Linked DNA regions of Ovis aries: region 1 is linked to region 2. A link is a contact called in public Hi-C data. All regions are on one chromosome and are shown on one strand. The core of a region is the stretch at or near the end of the contact, and the rest is flanking DNA. Distances in the headings are between cores, read along the strand shown. Region 1 has its middle 72 kb from the start of ENDOD1. Region 2 has its middle 110 kb from the start of FAM76B.

Region 1 (7,463 bases), core at 2,268-4,767, 690 kb before region 2:
CAATTTCCCAATTTATCCCTCTCCTCACTTTCCCCCTGGGTAACCATAAGTCTGTTTTCTACGTTTGTGACTCTATTTCTGTTTTGTAAATAAGTTCACTTGTACCATTTTTTTTAGATTCCACATATAAAGTGATATCATACGGTGTTTGTTTTTCTCTGTCTTACTTCACTTAATATGATAATCTCTAGGCCCATCCATGTCACTGTAAATGGCATCATTTCATTCTTGTTTATGGCTGAGTAATTTTCCATTGTATATATTTACTGTATCTTCTTTATCCATTCCATTGTAGATGGACATTTAGGTTGCTTCCATGTCCTGGCTGTTGTAAATAATGTATGCTCAAGAGTGTGATTGCTGGATCGTGTGTGTGTGTGTGTGTGTGTGTGTGTTAGTTGCTCAGTCGTGTCTGACTCTTTGCAACCCCATGAGCTGTAGCCCGCCAGGCTCCTCTGTCCATGGGATTCTCCAGGCAAGAAGAGTGGAGTGGGTTGCCATTTCCTTCTCCTTCTGGATCATATGGTAGTTCTATTCTTAGTTTTTAAAGGAACCTCCATACTGTTCCCCACAGTAGCTGCACAATTTTAAGTCCCCACCAACAGTGTAGGAAGGTTCCCTTTTCTCCACATCCTTTCCGGCATTTAATAGTTATAGAATTTTTGAAGATGGTCATTCCGACTTGTGTGAGGTGATGCTTCATTGTAGTTTTGATTTGCATTTTTCTGAAAAGAAGTAACATTGAGCATCTTTTCATGTGTTTTTGGCCATCTGTCTTCTTTAGAGAAATGTCTACTTAGATCTGCCTGGTTTTGGATTGCGCTGTTTGTTTCATTGACATAGAGCTGCATGAGCTGTTTGTATATTTTTGAGATTAATCACTTGTTAGTCACTTTGTTTGCAAATATTTTCTCCTATTCTATGGGTTGTCTTCGTTTTGTTTATGATTTCCTTTGCTGTCCAGAAACCTTTAAGTTTAATTAGGTCCTATTTATTTATTTTTGTTTTTATCTTCATTAGTCTAGGAGGTGGATCAAAAATGATATTGCTGTGATTTATGTCCGAGTGTTCTGCCTATGTTTTCTTCTAAGAGTTTTGTAGTGTCTGGCTTTAATTTAGATCTTTGAACTACTAATTACAAACTTTTCAAAGGAGGAAATTGAGATTCAAAAGGACTAATTGAGATCTCATACATGTGGGAAGAAACGGAGAGAGGAGAAAAGAGTGAAGGGAGGAGGCAAGGGAAGAGACTAGAGTTGGGCATGTTGATCAGAAAAAGGGAACAATTTTCAAAATGTTGCCAAAACATACTCATTCTGCCAAAACACCACGCTTCCTGCCTGTGCATCCAAACTGGGAAGCCGAGAAGGAAGTAAGTCCTTGAAGCCCAGACTTCATTCTGCCTTCTTTCTCTGCAAGTAAGCCAATCCTGCTCGTGGTGCCCGGAGACCTCTGATGGCCTGTCCTTCCAGAGATTCTAAACATGTCATCACAGAAATCAGTTTTGGCTTCAGTTCCAATTGAATTTTCAACAATGAAATGAACACTTTCTGTAGGATAGTAACGTTTAAAAGATTTCATTTCATGTTTATTTCATTTACCCTGCACAGTAATGCGTGCATGCTCAGTCGTGTCTGACTCTTTGTGACCCCATGGACTGACTGTATCCCACCAGCCAGGCTCCTCCATCCAGGGGGTTTTCCAGGCTAGAGCACTGGAGTGGGTTGCCGTTTCCTCCTCTAGGGGATCTTTCCGTTTCAGGAATCAAACCTGCATCTCTTGCATCTCTTGCATTGGCAGGCAGATTCTTCACCACTGTACCATCTGGGAAGCCCAATAACCCTGCCAAAATAAAGAATTATTTCCATTTTTGTAGAAGATGAATCTGAAACTCTGAGAGGTTGAGTAACTGATCCAAGATCACACAGCTTGTGTCAGAATCAGAATTTTAAGCTAGGTTTTTGCCTATACACTCTTTTTACTTTCTCATCCTGCTTCAAAGTTACTGAGGTCTATAAATCTCACATATATCTCTCTGGCCTTACTTTTGGTTGATCCACACATTCAGGGTCCATCAGGTGGGTGCACATATTGCGTGAATCAGTTACCCAATATTGAGCATTTTATTCTTATTTGGCAGATTTAATTTTTCTTTTTTGGGTGGGAGGGGGTGACTGTTTGTGCCCAGATAGCATACTGGCTTCCCTCAAATAAATTAAATTTCCCACCTGTACTGAATCATTTGGCAAGAAGTGGTCCAAAGCCAGTGCAAATATAAGAAGAGTGCAGGAAAGGGTTGTGGTGGGGGCGGGGGGGGGGCGCGGAGACCTGGGAGAAGAAGTTTTAAATGTGTGGAGCTATGAAAGCTTCCCAGGTGGCGCAAGCAGTAAAGAATCTGCCTGCCATTTCAGGAGGCTCAAGAGACTCTGGTTCGATCCCAGGGTAGGGAAGATCCCTTGGAGGAGGAAATGGCAACCCACTCCAGTACTTTTGCCTGGTGAATCCCATGAACAGTGAAGCTTGACAGGCTACAGTCCATAGGGTTGCAGAGAGTCAGACATGACTGACCCAACTTAGCATGCACGCGTGAGTGAAAACATCTCATCTTCACCTCCCACTGAAAACCAGCACTCCCACATCACTGTTTGCCCAAGGAACCATTCTTTCTCTACTTTGAGTCTGTAGTTGCTTAGCAGCCCCACAGCCAGCATCCCTGCCCCATGCCTTTGGCAGTCATCCGGGGCCTGGGAACAACTCTATCCTGTGTGGACACCTGTGGGTGTCGCCCAGAGTTCTTGAAAGGAGGATGGATGGTTAACCATGGCCCCCAGCTCTTGGGGGGCTCTGCTCTTCTGCAAGCCGGCTGGGAGGAACCGGGGACTCCTGGGTTCCGGCAGTGCACTGAGAGATGGGAGTAAGCTTTGGGAGAGGGCGGACAAGTCAGAGCTGGAAGGGAAAGGACCATTCTGGAAGCACACCTGAGAAAAAGGAAGTGTCCTCTCAGAACCCAAGGAGAAGACAGAGGGCCCCCAAACAGTCACACTGTGACCAGTGCTGCCAGGCAATCAAGGAGGTGGGCGAAGGAGGGGGTGGACAGATATTATTTCTAGGGCAGATGGAAGAGCTCTGACAAGCAAATGCCACGGTCAGTGTCAAAATGGCATTCATCTTCAACCCTTGGTGGTGAAAAAAAAAAAATGTATACATAGTTTCTCTGAAACAGCACTGAGTTTGAGATCCCCTGTGGTTCAAGTGGTAAAGAATCTGCCTGCCAAACAGGAGATGAGGGAGACCCGGGCCGGATCCGTGGATCCGGAAGATCCCCTGGAGAAGGGAATTGTTACCCACTTCACTGTTCTTAAGCCCAAAGGGTTAGGAAAGATGCTTGGCTTTCTTCCCAGGTCCAGACCTCGAGGAGGAGCCAGGCTTGCGAAGGTTTCTGGAATTCTCTAAGGGGAGGGCCCTGGGCGTGGAGGGCAGTTTCTGCTAGAGGCACTACAAAGAGGCTTTGTTCCGGGAGGACGCGCTGGGGTGGGCCTGGGAGAGGGCAGGTTTGGTCCCGCCCAGGAGCAAACACTGTGGCCAGCCTCCAACAATAGTTTTGTTAAAAATCAGGAATGCAGGAACGTGCCAGAGACCGTTTATTTTCCTCTGGGGTGGGACAGAGGGAAAGCCGCTCCCTTTCTTGAGCGGAACCGAGTGTTGTCCCTGCTTGCGGCACAGTGCCAGTTCCCAGGTCTCCAGGGAGGAGGCCAGGTGACCACCCGCCCCTTCCCTTCGGAGATGGCGCATCTTTCCCAGCCGTGATCATTTTCTCTGGCGCTAGAAAGAAACGCTCAGACTCTCAGGCCCGAAACCCGGATAAACAGCCCACATGGCTGCGTGGGTGTTCAGGCTTGGCTGACTCTTTGCGACCCCATGGACTGTAGGTCGCCAGGCTCTTCTGTCCATAGAATGTTCCGGGCAAGAATACTGGAGTGGGTTGCCATTCTCCTTTCCAGGGGATCTTCCTGACTCAGGGATGAAACCCGCGTCTCCTGCATTGGCTGGCAGATGCTTTACCACTGGGCAACCTGGGAAGTCACTCTTACCCAACTCTAGTATCGAAAGATGGAGCGGCGGTTGGTTCCCAGACCAGGCAATCCTGCAGATGCTCCCAGAGACACAGACGCACACGCACACACAGACACAAACAGACACAGACACAGACACACAGACACACACAGACACACACACACAGACACACACACACAAACACTCTTTCTCTCTCTCTGTGGGAAACCCCGCGCCCCCTTGTGGTGCAAAGAGCTTCTCCGCTCGAAGGAGGACTCCTGGATTCGCGCCCAGGTCTCCGTTTGGGGGTCCTCCGCTGTCTCCAGGCGCCTCTTCCATGGTCGGGGCTCGAAACAGAAGGGGACTGAGGTTTGAGAGACTCTTTCTTCCCTGGGATCGCTGTCCCCCGCGCCCGCGTCCAGGTGGCTCTCTCAGCCAGGGCAGGGGACCGAGTCGTAAGGCGACAGCCCCAGTTTGGAATCCCATCCCAGGCGGCCTCCCTGGTGGCTCAGACCTTAAAGTACCTTCCCTGCAAAGAGGGAGAAGCGGCTTTGATGCCTGGGTCGGGAAGATCCTTTGGACAGGGGAATGGCGAGCCACGGCAGTATTCTCGTCTGGAGCATCCCAAGGGCAGAGGTGCCTGGTGGGCTACAGTCCATGGAATTAAGGAACAATCAACACTTTCAGCGTTAACACGAGCTTTCAGCGATCAACACGAGTCAGGAACCCTTTCGGTTTCCCTGTGACACGCTGGGTGTCCTAGCGCCGCCGGCTGCTCCCGCCGCCTCCGCCGCCCACCCGCTCCTTGCGTCTCGTTAGGAGGATGAGCTCAAAGAAGTAGATGGAGTGAAGCTGGGATAGCCAGGTTCCCTCCCGGTGGCTGGATAGGGTCTTTCCTCCCCTCCCAAGGCTGGGAGCCTTTGGGCCTCAGAGAGCAGCTTCAGACTCTCCTCGGAAAGTTGCGCTCGCATCCGTCCAGTTCTGCGTGAACCTCGGGGCCTCCCCGGACCCGCTGACGACCAGGGTGGGGAGAGAGAGCAGACCTGGAGGGCACTCCGGTTGCCAGAGCGCGCTGCCAGGGCGCGCTGCCCGACCCCGGGCGCCACTGTGGCTCCGACGGTAAAATGTATGCCTACAGTGTGGGAGACCTGGGTTCGATCCCTGGGTCGGGAAGATTCTCTGGACGAAGGCATGGCAACCCACCCCAGTATTCTTGCCTGGAGAATCCCCGTGGACGGAGGAGCCTGGCGGGCTATAGTCCATGGGGTCGCAAAGAATCGGACACGACTGAGCGACTTCACTTTCACATTCATTCATTCGCTCTCATTGGCTCCTATGGGGGCGGCCTCGGCCCGGGACCCGCCTGGAAAGGCCGCGCGGCGCTCCCCGCGCGGAGCATCCTTTACTCCCCGACGCCGGGAAAGGGAGGCAGCGCCCACACCGGTGAGTCCGCTTGTAGGTGCGGCTCCTAGGGAAACCCGCGGGGAGGCGGGAGCCGACGAAATTGCTGGAAGACGGTGAGCCCAGAGCGGTGAAGCCGGATGAATCCCAAGTATGGGGACAGACGGCTCAGATCCTCCGCTAACCCATCTGTCCCCACGTGACCAGATCTCCTGTGAGCCCCGTGAGGCGTGTCCTTACCGAGACCCGTGTCCCCTTCACCCCTCTTCTCTGTGCTGCACCCAAGCTGAAAGACCTGCACTCTGGTTACCGTGTAGTCTGTCCCTCCTGCACGCGATCTGGGCACGCTTACCCGGTGGGCTGATTTCACAGGGTCACCGGCAGAGGGCAACCCCATTCCAAGTTCTTGAGGACACCCAGCCCTGTCTCTATTCTCCACCGACCCAGGAGGTGGGACTTCCATCTTGCCTGTTTACAGCCGTCCTCATGCGGGTCTCTCAGAAATTGCCCCGAGCCGGCCTTCCTCACTTGCAGCAAGGCCGAGAGGAGAGGGTCCCAGCGCGTCTGTGTCTCTAGCACAGAATGTGCCATCTGTCCAGATAACTGTGCTTGTATTCTTCCCCTTGCCACTTGTTTTTCGGTTTCCTTGGTGGCTCAGAGGGTTTAAAAAAATCTGCCTGCAATGCCGGAGACCCAGGTTGCATCCCTGAGTGGAGAAGAACCCCTGGAGAGCGGAAATGGCTACCCTCTCCAGTATTCTGGAGAATTCCACGGACAGAGGAGCCTGGCGGGCTGCAGTCCATGGGGTCACAAAGAGTCGGAAACAACTGAGCGACTGACACTGAGACCTGTTTATGTTTGAAGGAGCCACAGAATCGCCAGCCAAAGGAAAGCAGGCCTGGGAAGGCAGGGAGTGTGGCGGGGTGTGCTTGGGTGTGGGCAGAGAGACAGAGGACAACGGCTGGTTAGCCACTGACAGAAGGTGAGCCAAGGCTGTTCCTGCTTTCTGACGTCCCCTGAGTTTCCAGTTTTGTTGGTGTGTAGGAGCCACTGCTCTGCCCCAGGCACTCACATGCACACTGTCTTCCTTAGTGGAACAAGCTCTGGGCTTGGAGCTGTGAGATCTTAACTGGATTCTGGATCTTTCTCTCCCTATGAATTTCCTTCTAGAGGAGCACCTCTTATTTACTGCACTCCCCACTATGCAATTAAGTGCATCAGTTTATCCATTCAAGACATATTTCTATGTGCCAATGTATGTTCTCTTGCCGAGCTTATAGTCAGACAATAAGCAATAAATACAATAACTATATTGTGTGTGTTAGAAGGGGGCCGGTTGTACAGGGTTTTGCAGACATTTTATGAGCTTTAATGTGAAAGAAGTGGGGAGCCGTTCGATCATTTTGCTCAGCAGGTAGGTACTTATTCGTTACAAGGATTGCACTTGGCTGTGAATAGGGAGGAACAACAAAATGGGGACCACGGTGATGATCTGGGGAGCTTCTTTAGGGCCAGGGATGAAGAGAAGTGCTCAGATTCTGCATGTGGTTTTCACGGTAGGAGAAAAAAGATTCCTGCCCTCCTGTGTTTGATCCCTGGGTGAAGAAGATCCCCTGGAGGAGGGCATGGCAACTCATTACAGTATTCTTGCCTGGAGAATCCCATGGACAGAGGAGCCTGGTGGGCTACAGTCCCTAAGGTCACTAAGAGTCAGAAATGACTGAAGCAACTTAGCATGCTCTCCTGTGAGATGTGAGGGAAATTGGAGATGACTCGGTGCAGCTGGAAGGATAGAGCTGCTGTTTGGACTTGAAGACTGTGGAGAAAAGGGAGAGTAGAGCTCAATTTTGGACATATTCAGGGTGCGGTGTTAATTAGAAAAGCGAGCAGAAAGGTTGGCTAGGCAGACACTCATGTCTCAGGAAGGCTGGGCTGGGGATAGAAATGGGGGGAGTGTCGGGATGCATGCACGCTGTGCTGAAAGCCCTAAGGCTGGAGAGATGAGTGTG
Region 2 (6,849 bases), core at 2,521-5,020:
ATTGTTCTCTTAGGAAAGCTTTCTTATCTCTCCTTGCTATTCTTTGGAACTCTGCATTCACATGGGTATATTTTTCCTTTTCTCCTTTGCCATTGTGTCTCTTCTTTTTGCAGCTATTTGTAAGGCCTCCTCAGACAACCTTTTTGCATTTCTTTTTTCTTAGGGGTGATTTTGATCACTGCCTCCTGTACAATGTTACAAACCTCCATCCATAGTTCTTCAGGCACTCTATCAGATCTTATCCCATGAATCTATTTGTCACATCCACTGTATAATCATAAGGGATTTGATTTAGGTCATACTTGAATGACCTAGTGATTTTTCCCACATTCTTCAACTTGAGTCTGAATTTTGCAATAAGGATGTGAGAGCTGGACAACAAAAAAGGCTGAGAGCCAAAGAATTGATGCCTTTGAACTGTGGTGCTGGAGAAGACTCTTGAGAGTCCCTTGGAGAGCAAGATCCAACCAGTCAATCCTACAGGAAATCAATGCTGAATATTCACTGGAAGGACTAATGCTGAAGCTGAAGCTCCAATACTTTCACCACCTGATGGAAGAGCCAACTCACTGGGAAAGACCCTGATGCTGGGAAGGCAGGAGGAGAAGGGGATGACAGAGATGAGATGGTTGGATGGCATCACTGACTCCATGGACATGAGTTTGAGCTAGCTCCAGGAGATTGTAAAGGACAAGGAAGCCTGATGTGTTACAGTCCATGGGGTCTCTAAGAGTCAACACAACTGAGCAACTGAACAGCAAAATCATACATCCTACTGTTAACTATCCTACAATGCCTAAAAACTTCAAGTATTTACTGTCAAATGTCTTATCATTGTCATTATAGTTTTTATTTCATATTCTCTCTACAAATTTGTCCTTTTTTCTCCATATTTTTTTCTATTAGTATTCTACTTTCTGTTTACTTTCTCTCCAAAGTTGGAAAATCTTAATTACTTTCTTCATCCCTGTTTTGTCTGATAGTTATTCCTTTTCCAGGTAACTGCTTCTTTGGGAGTAACTGTTGCTACTGCCCTCAAATATTAACATGATACTGGGAGGGGGTTGCCAATTACAGCCCCCACCACCCTGATGCATCACACACACACACACACATACACACACACACACACACACACACACACACACCCCACTTGTTGCAGGCCTGGGCAAGGGACTAGGAACTGGGCAGGTAGAGCCAGTTACAGCAATGTGACAGGCCCAGGGCTGCGACTAGGCTGCACAAAATCTTCCACTGTGGTTTATACACACTGGAGCAGGGGGAGAAAGGTCCATCTGATCCTCTATGGTCACTGAGCTGGGAAGATTTTCTTCAAGCCAAGAACCTGGAGCAATGAATAAATCAAGTGTGCTCCCTTGGCCATGTTGTATGGGGGGAAAAAATCTCTCTGCAACAGGAGAGAAGAGTACCACCAGGCAAAGGGAGCACAGATGCAGAGAAGCAGAGAGAGCCCTGATACCAGCTGACCTGAAGGCCAGCTCCACCCCATTCTTTCTAATCGCATGGACCAATGAATTCCCTGTTTCTTTAAGTTAATTTTAGTAGGGTTTTTGTTACTTACAATCAAAAAGTGCCCAACTAATAGAACCCTTTTCTCCCCCTCCTTATTGTTTTCTCATATTATATCCATATTATGTGTGTGCCCAGTTGCTCAGTCATGTCCAACTCTTCACAACCCCAGGGACTATAGCCCTCAAGGCTCCTCTGTCCACAGGATTTCCCAGGCAAGAATACTGGAGTAGATGGTCATTTCCTTCTCCAGGGGATCTTCCTGACCCAGGGATCAACCCATGTTTCCTGCATCTCCTGCATTGGTAGGCAGATTCTTTACCACAGAGCCACCTGGGGAACCCCATATCCATATTATATCATTCTGGAGCAATGTCTTCTTTACAGCTAATTTTGAAACCCAAATCATCTTTTAAGCAACTCACAATCCCTTCAAACCTATAATGGGTAGAATAGAACTGTATCTTTCTACAGCATCAAGAACCGGAAGACATACCAAGGCTGAAATGGGCCTTCCTGGAAAATACAGTCTCTGTTTTAGGTCTGTATGTTCCAGTATGCAGTGCATGGGGTATCCTGAGGAGCATTTCAATAATCCATGAACGCTGGCTATCATACCTGAAGTCCTTGGGAGCCACTAGACTTGTGGAACAGGTGCACAAATGCCTGAGAAACTTGAACAAAACAAAGTGAACAGCTCTCAGCAATAGAGAAGCAGTTTCTGAAAATACCCCACACCCAGTGAGGAGATACAGGATGCTGACTTTCTGTGCTACGCACGTGTGCTAAGTTTCTCAGTCACGTCCCACTCTTTGTGACCTCATCGACTGTAAGCCCACCAGACTCTTCTGGCTCTGGAATTTTCCAAGTGAGAATCCTGGAGTGGTTTGCCGTTTCTTCCTCCAGGGGATCTTCTTGTGTCTCCGGCATTGGCAAGCGGGTTCTTTACCACTAGCGCCACCTGGCTGTGAGATGAAAGGAAAAAAATCTCATTAGATGGCAAAATCTATATATCTCATTATGTAAGATACATGAGTAAAAGGATAGGAAATGTAAGAGGCTAGAAAGATGGAAAGTGGGATCAAAGGAAGAGAATGATAAATGTAAGTCAACATGGTGGTGGCGTTGCGTTTCAGGGATTGGACCAGCAGTGGTGAGCAGCGCTGCCCCAGACCATGGGAGAGAACACAGCAGAGCCTTACCCACAGGGAGTGGGCAGAGAGGAGACACCAACAGCCACCAGCTCTGTGCCCCATGCTGCACTGTGCCCCATTCTCACTGAAACACCCAGGGGCTCCATCTAAGCCATGACACCTGGCATATAGTTAAGCAGGAAGTGGAGGTGTTCCCTGTTCACTGTATCGAGACAAAATAAGCCTTAACGCTCACTTTGCTGGCACTGGATTGTAAACAGAAGTGTGGCATCTCAGGGAAGTCATTCCTTGATTTAGATTTCCTTATTTTTAAATGAAAGGCAAAAGTCTACAGATGTAAAATGTAGTTGATAATCTTACAAAAAGAGAAAATAAATAGATTTCCATGTTCCCAGTTGCTTTAACCAGCACTGGACCTCATGGTTTGCCATGGGAGGAGGGAAATGGGAAGGAACGTGGACAAAGGCACTGTTGTGGGAAAAAAAATAACTCCTGAAGTTCTGTTGAGAAAGTGACTCAAGACGGGATTTCCCCTCCGGACTGGCAATGAGCAGGAGGCTCTAGGAGTATCAGCATCTGGTGAAAAAACTTAAGCTCACCCTTTTTGCCTTTCCTTTGCTTTTCCAAGCCAAGAGTCATGTTTGTTAACCATTACAGCTTAGCCCGACCAGTGCTTTGGGGAATTAAGGAATCGGCTTGTGAGGGTGTCTGTGTGCTCAGTCACTCAGTTGTGTCCAACTCTTGCGACCCCAGGGACTGTGGCCTGCCAGCTTCCTCTGTCCATGGGATTCTCCGGCAAGAATGCTGGAGTGCGTAGCCATTTCCTTCTCCAATCAGTGCAATGAAAGCAGTAGCTGCTTTGAGAAGTTGGTTATGAGCTAGCAAGGGATGCCCAGAGCACACAGGAGTCATCTGGAACAGAATGAGCAGCTAAGGGGACAAGTCACAAACAGGATAGATTTGTGGGGCATGTGAGCATTCCTTGGGGATTCTCAGTAACACATGGGGAGGGGTTACAACAAAATACTGCATTTTCAATGGGTAACTGACAAAGACCTATTGTACAGCACATGGAACCCTGTTCAATGTTATGTGCCAGCCTGGATGGGGGTGGGGTTTGGGGGAGAATGGATACATGCGTATGTATGGCTGAGTCCCTTCACTGTTCTCCTGAAACTGCCACAATATTGCTAATTGGCTATACCCCAATACAAAATTAAAAGTTTAAAGTTACAAAAAAATTAAAATAAAATAAAATGCTGCATTTTCTGTGCAATGGAAAGAACTCTTACATTATTCATCCCCCTCTTTCTGCCCCTTCCCCTCCCTCTCTGCCTCTTCTTCCTCTCTAATTATTATTATTATTCAGAGTAAGGGGCTCCTAAAGTCTGTAGAACATGAGGACCCAAAGTTTACATTGAAAAGCAAAGGAACTAAAAAAGAATGGGTACATGTATATGTATAACTGAATCACTTTGCCATATACTCGAAATGAACATAATGTTGTAAATCATCTATACTCCAATATAAAATTAAAAATTAAATTGAAAAATCTAAACTTATAGATTGTCACAGAGCCCCTGTTTGAGCTCCCTGAGTCATACAGCAAATTCCCACTGGCTGTCTATTTTACGTATAATATTGTAAGTTTCCATATTACTCTCCCCATTCATATCACCCGGCTGATTCTTGTTGATGTTGAGCAGAAAACAACAAAATTCAGTAATAAAAAATAAATAAAGTAGTAAAAAAAAAAAAGTATAGAAAAAAACTTAAGCTCAGAAATAGTACCTCTGATATTTTTCTACTCAAAATGAGGTGCAGCAGGGCCACTGGCACCTACCTGTGAGTTTAGAAACACAGGATCCCAGATCCCACACCAAACCTAAAAAAAAGAGAAAGAAAAGCAAAGGAAAGCACACCAGTTAATCCAGACAAAATTATTTATCTACTCTCTGTGATACTGATGAACAGGCTTCATATAAGCCTACAGAGATAGAATAAGATGCCCCTTTCATAAACTGAAAAGTGTACACTACTTTCTCTAGTTCTCAACCATGTAACATCATAATTATCATTTTTCTGGCTCGATGACAAATCATAATGTCATGCAAATAACTGAAGCTGGCTGCATCATATGTATATTATAAGGGGTAATTTTGATATTTCAAACCAAACTGGTATCAGAAAACTAAATGTAGTTGGAAAAAGAGAATCATTAAATTACACCCCATAAGAAAAATGGAAGGAAAGTATTTTGAGGGTGTTTTAGCTACCAGTGATGCAGAAATCAGAGAAAAAATGAATTATACACACCTGAGAAAACATTTCCTCATAGAAAACATTTCCCTGCTAATGCATGTGAAAATTTTCTATCATATGAATATAATCATTGTATTAAAATAAGAGATGCATGACTGTGAGATCTGTAAAAATAGCTGGTCACACTCAAAATGTATATCATTCCTAAGGTCACACCCAAAGTATATGATGTCATTAATAACTAATGAAGAACCCACTGATTTTAGCTAGGCAGGGGTTTCTTAATGACTCTATTTTTAGTTACTTTTGCAGCAATATGCAACCATATGACCAAGTTCCTGCCAATGGGATGGAAATGGAAATGGTGTGCACAACTCTAAAAGTATCCTAAAAGGGATAAAATGTGATTCTTCTTTCTTTTCTCCTTTCTAACGGCTGATGTGGGCAAATAACTGGGACTTTGGTAGCCATCATGGATAACACTCAATGCTCCTAAGAGACTGCAGAGGAAAAAGCTGGAGGATGCCACATTCCTGACAAATTCATGTCAACCCTGTATGCTGATCTCTAGAGTAAAAACATCTACAGTGGCTACATGAGGTAATGAAACATTCTGGGTTAACACAACAAGTTTGGTTTTTCTGCCATAAGACACTGAACAGGCTTCCAACAAATTCAAGAGGAAAACTAAATTACTTTCTTTTGTAACCTGGGCTTTGCAGCATGTAGATTCCTAAGAAAGTGTTTATTGAGTCACAAGTTTAATAACTGCTAGTAAACTCGTGGAGCTGAGAGAGTTCAGTCACTCAGTTTTGTCCAACCCTTTGCGACCCCACTGACTGCAGCACACCAGGCTTCCCTGTCCATCAACTCCCAGAGCTTACTCAAACTCATGTCCATTGAGCCGGTGATGCCATCCAACCATCTCATCCTCTGTCGTCTCCTTCTCCCACCTGGAATCTTTCCCAGCATCAGAATCTTTTCAAATGAGTCAGTTCTTCGCATCAGGGGGCCAAAGTATTGGAGTTTCAGCTTCAACATCAGTCCTTCCGATGACTATTCAGGACTGATTTCCTTTAGGATGGACTGGTTGGATCCCCTTGCAATCCAAGGGACTCTCAAGAGTCTTCTCCAACATCACAGTTCAAAAACACCAGTTCTTTGCTGCTCAGCTTTCTTTATAGTCCAACTCTGACATCCATACATGACTACTGGAAAAACCACAGCTTTGACTAGATGGACCTTTTGTCAACAAAGTAATGTCTCTGCTTTTTAATATGCTGTCTAGGTTGGTCATAGATTTTCTTCCAAGGAGCAAGAGTCTTTTAATTTAATGGCTGCAGTCACCATGTGCAGCCATTTTGGAGCCCAAGATTAAGTCTGTCACTGTTTCCATTGTTTTCCCATCTATTTGCCATGAAGTGATGGGACCGGATGCCATGATCTTCATTTTTTGAATGTTGAGTTTTAAGCCAGCTTTTCTACTCTTCTCTTTCACCTTCATCAAGAGACTCTTTAGTTTGTCTTCACTTTCTGCCATAAGGGTGGTGTCATCTGAGTATCTGAGGTTATAGATATTTCTCCCAGAAATATTGATTCCAGCTTGTGCTTCATTCAGCCCAGCATTTCACATGAAGTAAGTTAAACAAGCAGGGTGACAATATACAGCCTTGACGTTCTCCTTTCCTGATTTGGAACCAGTCTGTTTTCCCATGTCCAGTTCTGACTGTTGCTTCTTGACCTACATACAGATTTCTCAGGAGGCAGACAATGTGATCTGGTATTCCCATCTCTTGAAGAATTCTCCACAGTTTGTTGTGATCCACAGTCAAAGGCTTTGGCATAGTAAATAAAGCAGAAGGAGATGTTTTTTCTGGAACTCTCTTGCTTTTTTGATGATCCA

What was found. A called contact is a pair of places that touch in the nucleus more often than the background predicts.
Region 1: a Hi-C map of hypothalamus shows a contact between it and region 2, with 4 times the contacts expected there. The contact joins two enhancer-like sites. A contact is called at or near these places in 6 of 16 Hi-C or Micro-C datasets (blood, hypothalamus, liver and 2 more).

The regions. Positions count from the first base shown.
Region 1 is chr15:14,924,770-14,932,232 of ARS-UI_Ramb_v3.0, reverse strand. No RefSeq gene overlaps it. Among named protein-coding and RNA genes, the nearest start is that of ENDOD1, 72 kb to the left of the region's middle. Within about 2 kb of position 3,517, at least 26 of the 54 cell types and tissues checked have an H3K27ac peak or open chromatin away from gene starts, as enhancers often do. A contact at or near this core is called in hypothalamus, where this site is marked.
Region 2 is chr15:14,231,517-14,238,365 of ARS-UI_Ramb_v3.0, reverse strand. No RefSeq gene overlaps it. Among named protein-coding and RNA genes, the nearest start is that of FAM76B, 110 kb to the right of the region's middle. Within about 2 kb of position 3,770, at least 11 of the 54 cell types and tissues checked have an H3K27ac peak or open chromatin away from gene starts, as enhancers often do. A contact at or near this core is called in hypothalamus, where this site is marked.